Regions from separate parts of the Zea mays genome. Here region 2 is linked to region 1. A link is a contact called in public Hi-C data. All regions are on one chromosome and are shown on one strand. Each heading gives the region's core, a stretch centred on a gene start, on an enhancer-like site or on the middle of the called end of the contact. The rest is flanking DNA. Distances are from core to core; before and after follow the strand shown. Region 1 has its middle 13 kb from the start of LOC100285965. Region 2 holds the start of LOC103647800.

Region 1 (2,800 bases), core at 259-2,758:
GGAGTAGGTTGGATCGCTTTGGAAGATACAATATTGCATGGACCAGTGCAGAAGTTAATAGTGTGTTTGGTTTGAGGAATGAAGTGATTTATCTTCTTCTCACTCCTCACTTTTTTTATTTGGTTTGTGGAATAGAATGGGTTGATCCATCACCACCCCATTCCTCATAAGCTAATAATTAGTATATACATGAGGAGTGGGTTGATTCCACCAAAATTAATGGAATGAACTTATGATGCATCACCTCATGAAGCATAGAGTGACTCCACAAACCAAACACAACATAAATGCTTCAATAGCCAATATAGGACCGTGATACAAGCGGAGCATTTAGTATAATCAACTTGTTAGATTAAGAAAACCATGAAATTGTAATTCTTCTAAACCTTGATAGCTAGGCGGCTATATACAATTCTTAGATAAACATGTCTTGGTCCAATCATGGTCTTAGTGATACTATATATGTCACTGTCATGCTGATGTTAGAGGTTGAGAATATCAAGAACTGTCGTATATATACAGTTACTTAGTCCACACTGAACTGTGTACTGATCTGATCTTAACTATGTACTCTGGACACAGACAGTTGTACATTGCATTTATATATGTAGCCACCTTATCCATTTAACGAGCATATACTGTCTTAGAGCCCTGCATGCCTGATGCCCTCATTTTTTTTATCAGCTGCAACAGCCGAGCGAACGTAGCTTAGCCTTTGTATAAGCGGCAAAATACGTAATGCAAACTACATGCCCAGTAGAAAATATAAATCAATTTAAATAACATATTTTGGTCACTCAAAAATTCAAACCCCTGGTACATTCCGGCCGGGAAAGTTCTCATTCTCATATGAAATTTGTAGAAGATCGAGATGCAAAAATGGTTAAGTTCTTCATTTTGTACAAGTTGAACTAGTAGTTTATAACTCAAGAGTGAACTATAGTTCGATTCTAGTGTTGTTACTAGTTTTCTAAACTAGCTAGAAATTATATATATACTAAATCCCCGCTAGCTGCCTTTGGTATGAAAAGCCAGCTAGTTTTTTTTTCTGCAAAACGACACATAAAATTTCAACAAAGCGCAAGGTCGATCGTAGACGTTGTTGAACCCAGAGAATTGAAATTAGTAACGTCAAGATCATCTGATAAAGGTGATGTTGTTGGTTACTTGTCGAAGTTTTCCTCCACAGACTATATATATGAGCAACATCCTCTATCTCATACACACGTGTCGATCCTTAGGTTAGGTAGCTACTTGCTTTTGGGTTTGATCGCCTCATGCAATGCAACAAGTATGGCCGGAGTTGTGTATATGTACATGCATCTATATACTTACAAATTGACACCCAAATAAATCCATGACCAAAAAGGCAGATCATCAAAATATTAGGTTCACAATTAAACAATCTTGACAACAACAGATTTTGTGCGATGCAGAGCATCCCAAATGTCCCCGGCCGGCCGGTCAAATACATCAGCAAAAAAGTTGGGGCCTGCTGGTTCCTCCTTGGACTTGAGCAGTGCGTGTGCATGCATATATATGCTCTCTGAAAAGGCGATTCAACATTGCATGCATATCTTGGTTTCGCATCCATGCAAAGGCGTTTGCCAGTCGAAGAATCTCATGCAAAGCACATAGGGCGAAGAGGATAGGTCTAAAGCTCGCGCCATTATAGTAATCCACACACTGATATGATCAGGGCACTAATTAACTGAAATCAAATCGTTTGCGCTGAAGATATATACAAGGGCAAGCTGACAAGCAGCTAGCTAGCTCGGTCTCAGCTTTTTCTCAAGGGGCAGTTCTCTTTGTCAGATCTGTCCGCTACTCATCAGAGTGTTAGTTGTGAGTTGCAGGCTAGTATGGTCTTTTATATTTGGCGGCAACCAACAACGAGACGATTAGGGCATTGTTTTAGCTAAAAGCGGGTGCGGCCAAGTAGCTAGGCGAGGGCGTCTGAACTTTTCGAGGGAAATTCCCTTTTAGACACCGAACCTGTGTGGATTGTTCCAAGCCGACGCCGCAGGGAACAAGATGCGCGGGCGCCATGAAAGCGAGGCGAGTGTTGGCACATGTGCTCGGGGGTGTTGGTGGGGAGGCGCTTTCCCCGTCCATGGATATGCCCCGGACATGAGGAGTCCAAAAGCGTGGCGACAAGCGCTTTGGATTCTGAGTTGAGGCAAGAGGAACTGCAGGGCCATTGTTTACTCCTGCGCGTCGATCGCTCGTCTAGCTTGCATTATATTGGGCGATGGGTTCACTTTAGTTTAATCCATCGACCGATCGATAGCTGAATTGCATGGCTCTCAGTACTCTCGTCCACTTACAACGTGTCTCGTCATCTTCTCACTCCTCACTTTTCAATTTTGTGATGGGTGATTGTCCACTCTTCAATTTTGTGATGAGTGATTGTCAACATAATAGTATCTGTGAGTGTATGCAACATGTTTCTTTACTTGTGGTACGCAGTTGTGAAGTCCGAAGGCGGTGATCAATGTCTCAACGATGAAGTTGAAGCTCATACATGTTCGTGTCGCCAGACCAAGAGTGGTGAAGGACAAGCACTGCAACTTGATCGGGAGACTAAAGAAGTCAGTAGACTAATTGTGGTGTTTGACACATAGGAACATCGACAGAAACGAGGACATGACAGAGCGGATCGTTTCACTGACGCGATTGAGGACATACGGGACACATGTCTAGGACGTAAGGGACTATATTATCTGCGGCAGTTTAGTGGTTAAGCCTCGAAACCACCGGCGACAATTTCGTGGATTTAGCCTCAAAACCCAGATTGCGA
Region 2 (3,061 bases), core at 330-2,829, 130 kb before region 1:
CCATACTTTGGTCACAAGACATATCGTATTTTTTTCTACGTAAACTAACATTACATTGATGTAATGCCTTCTTTGGAACTTATGAAGTTTTTCTATAAATTTGAATTGATTCGTATGGAATTCGTATACAATTATTATGAAGTTATTGTGCCCCGGTTCGGAGGGAACTAGGGGGTGTTTGGTTACACCCCGCTAAAATTTAGCCCCTGTCCCATCGAATATTTGAACCTCCGTTCCGGGTATTAAATGTAGTCGGATTATAAAACTAATTTGTCAGCCGAAGATTAAAAGACGAGACGAATCTAGTACAGTTGGTTGGGTCTATATTTCATACTCCTATTTAAAAGTCAAACGCTTAATGTGATCCGGACTAAACTTTAGCAGGAGCAACCAAACACCCCCTAAAGAGCCATTCTTTTTCGTACGCTCGGCTGTCCCTTTGTGCGGTGGCGGCATGATTTTCTCTCTCTAGGAACTGTAGTTGTTGAAGACTTTTTTGCGGCAGTAGTACAAGCAGCGCTGCAATGAACTTTACGGCAAGGTTATTTTCTTGTACTCTTCTTTTCCAACATTCAAAAGGGTATTCTCAAATGTTGATTATGTTTGGATGTTCTTGCGGTACCAATTTGTCGATCAATTAAATGGTCAAAGCATTGGTTAAATCGTTTTTCTACTAATGCAAGACAAAATAACTACTACAGTACATGGTTTTCTAACAATTAAGTACAATATATCTTCAGTTTCCTCCCTGATGACATATTGCGCTTGAACTAATCGGTTAGACATTTAGGTTTGACGGACAATTTTTCTCACTCATAATTTTCTCTCTTCAAACATATTTCAAGCAGAACAATTTTATGTTGGGGGGAGGGGGGGGGGGGGGGTTCTGTTAGGCATTTATCTCCTTGCAGTATTTGGGTACCAATAAGGTCTTGTTTAAAAGCAATACATTTTTAAGAAACCAATTTTTAATTTTTAGCTAGAAGAGGCTAGATTCTTGGTTTTTAAGAAACCCTGAATATAATTTCTATAAACTGAGACATAAACTAGTATATTTAGAACCACCTCATTTTGATAAATCAGTTTCTTACAAACTATTTGGTTACAAACATGCCCTAAGTTGACCAAAATACTTAATTTGATGCGCAGTTATGTTTCACATTCAAACCATGTTTATGACAGAAACAATCATTTAAGCATATCTATGATACATGAATGTTTTTTTTGGCGAGATGGTTTTTAATATTATATCTTTACACTACTTATGCGACGCCAGCTAGCATAGAAAATTTATTATTTGTCTCTGTGTCACAACATATCAATTTGTTTATCCTTGTATGACTATAGAAACAGTTGTAAATTGATAATTGTATTTGTGCCAACGCAAATTAGGTTTTGTCTGGCGTTTTTTTGTTGTTTTTGGGAAAAAAAACTATAGACCATGGCTATGGAAAACACAACATACTAAAACTGTAATTTTAATATAAATATACCTGTAAAAACTAAAATCCAGGCACTTGAATTTGAATAAGTCTTATATTTTTATAGCAATTAATTGGTCAACACAATTTGTTTCCATAATCGCATTTCCCCCCTATTACCATCTAAAATAGACACTTGGCAAAACAGTGTCGTTTTAAAGCTAGCCAAAATCAGCCGTTGGGATTTTGAGGTTTGAGTGTTTGACTAATGGCTGCCAAGTGCAGTGTTTATATGACATCACAGGGTCCTCTGTTCTTCCAAGATAAAAACCGAACAAGCCAAAAAGAAGACCACAAGACAACACAACGAAAACCTGGCCATTTCTCTCCCTCATTCTCCTTGGACCAAGGAAAGAATCCGACCATGGCAAACGAAGCGGCAGAGCCTCGCACCGACGCCGACGGCCCCACCCCGGACTCTGGCGACGACTTCGAGTTCTGCATCCTGTCGTCTGGTGGCATCGTCCCGGCCGGCAAGGGCGCGGGGGCGGGGGCGGACATGTGCGTGGCCGACGAGCTCTTCTGGCAGGGCAAGCTGCTCCCGCTCCGCCCCTCCTCGGCCGCCGACGGCGCCACGCTGCCGAGGTCGGAGTCGGCGGCTTCCACCGTGGGGCGGGTGTCGCGGTCCGGCAGCCGCAGCGCGAGCTCCAGCTGCAGCAGCAGCAGCAGCGGGTGCGTCAGCCGGAGCCAGTCGTCCAAGAGCGAGCAGGGCGCGCCGCGGCGGCGGTCGCTGTCGAGCAGCGTGTTCTACGCGCACCCGAGCCCGTCGCCGCAGCTGCGGTGGGCGCGGCCGCGCCGCAGCACCGGGTCCGCGCAGCCCGGCGCCGCGTGGGGCCTGTTCCGCCTCGGCGTCGCCGGCGCCCCGGACGTGTACCCCCCGCCGCCGCCGCGCCCCGGCGGGGGCGATGCCAGGGGCGGCGGGGGCAGCAGCAGGAGCGCGCGGTTCGAGCAGGTGGCCACCGCCGTCGACAGGAAGGTCGGGTTAGGCCAGCTGGCGCTGTTCGGGGACAGCCTCGGCTGCAAGTGCTCGCCCGACGTGGTCGAGCCCGCGGCCGCGCGCACGGCGGAGGCGGCGAAGCGGAGCAGGAAGAAGGGCGGCGCCAAGAGCGGCCAGGGCGTGGCCCGTCGTAGTAGGATCCTGGACTGGCTCTGGCTCCAAGAGCTCTCCATCGTCAAGGACAAGAAGTAGGCCGATTGCTCCGTCAAGATCGTGCCTTTGTTCGAGTAGTTTGTGTGTATGATCAAGGAAAGAGTTCTCCTTTTTTTTTAAAAAAAACTTTTTTAGAAAAAAAATCTGTCTGACTAGGAAGCAGTGCACCAATTAATGGTACGCAAAAGAATTAACGAGCAACGATCAATTGCCCATAACTTCAGTTTGCACAGTCTATTGTATACGCAGTAGTCTGACTTTGGTCACGATTACTCTTTGTTCTGCCTTGACATTCTCGCAATCAGAGCACCTGCTTGTACAGTTTTACTTTTTTAACCATGGGAAGGGACAAGTTGATAGTCTTTTCTGTGGAGGTGGGGTCGGTCAATGTTAATAATAGGAATATAAGAAACGAGTTATCTATCCATTA

Evidence for each region. Hi-C and Micro-C count contacts between places; a contact is called where the count stands out from the background.
Region 2: a contact with region 1 is called in a Hi-C map of leaf, with 2.1 times the contacts expected there. The contact joins the promoter of LOC103647800 here to the enhancer-like site in region 1. A contact is called at or near these places in 6 of 25 Hi-C or Micro-C datasets (bundle sheath, ear, leaf and 1 more).

What each region holds. Positions count from the first base shown.
Region 1 is chr2:215,635,134-215,637,933 of Zm-B73-REFERENCE-NAM-5.0, reverse strand. No RefSeq gene overlaps it. Among protein-coding and RNA genes, the nearest start is that of LOC100285965, 13 kb to the right of the region's middle. Within about 2 kb of position 1,508, at least 12 of the 20 cell types and tissues checked have an H3K27ac peak or open chromatin away from gene starts, as enhancers often do. A contact at or near this core is called in bundle sheath, leaf and leaf mesophyll, where this site is marked.
Region 2 is chr2:215,761,006-215,764,066 of Zm-B73-REFERENCE-NAM-5.0, reverse strand. LOC103647800 reads left to right here and starts at 1,579. Exons shown (of 1, transcript XM_008672309.2): 1 at 1,579-2,903. The coding sequence starts at 1,690. The coding sequence ends at 2,670.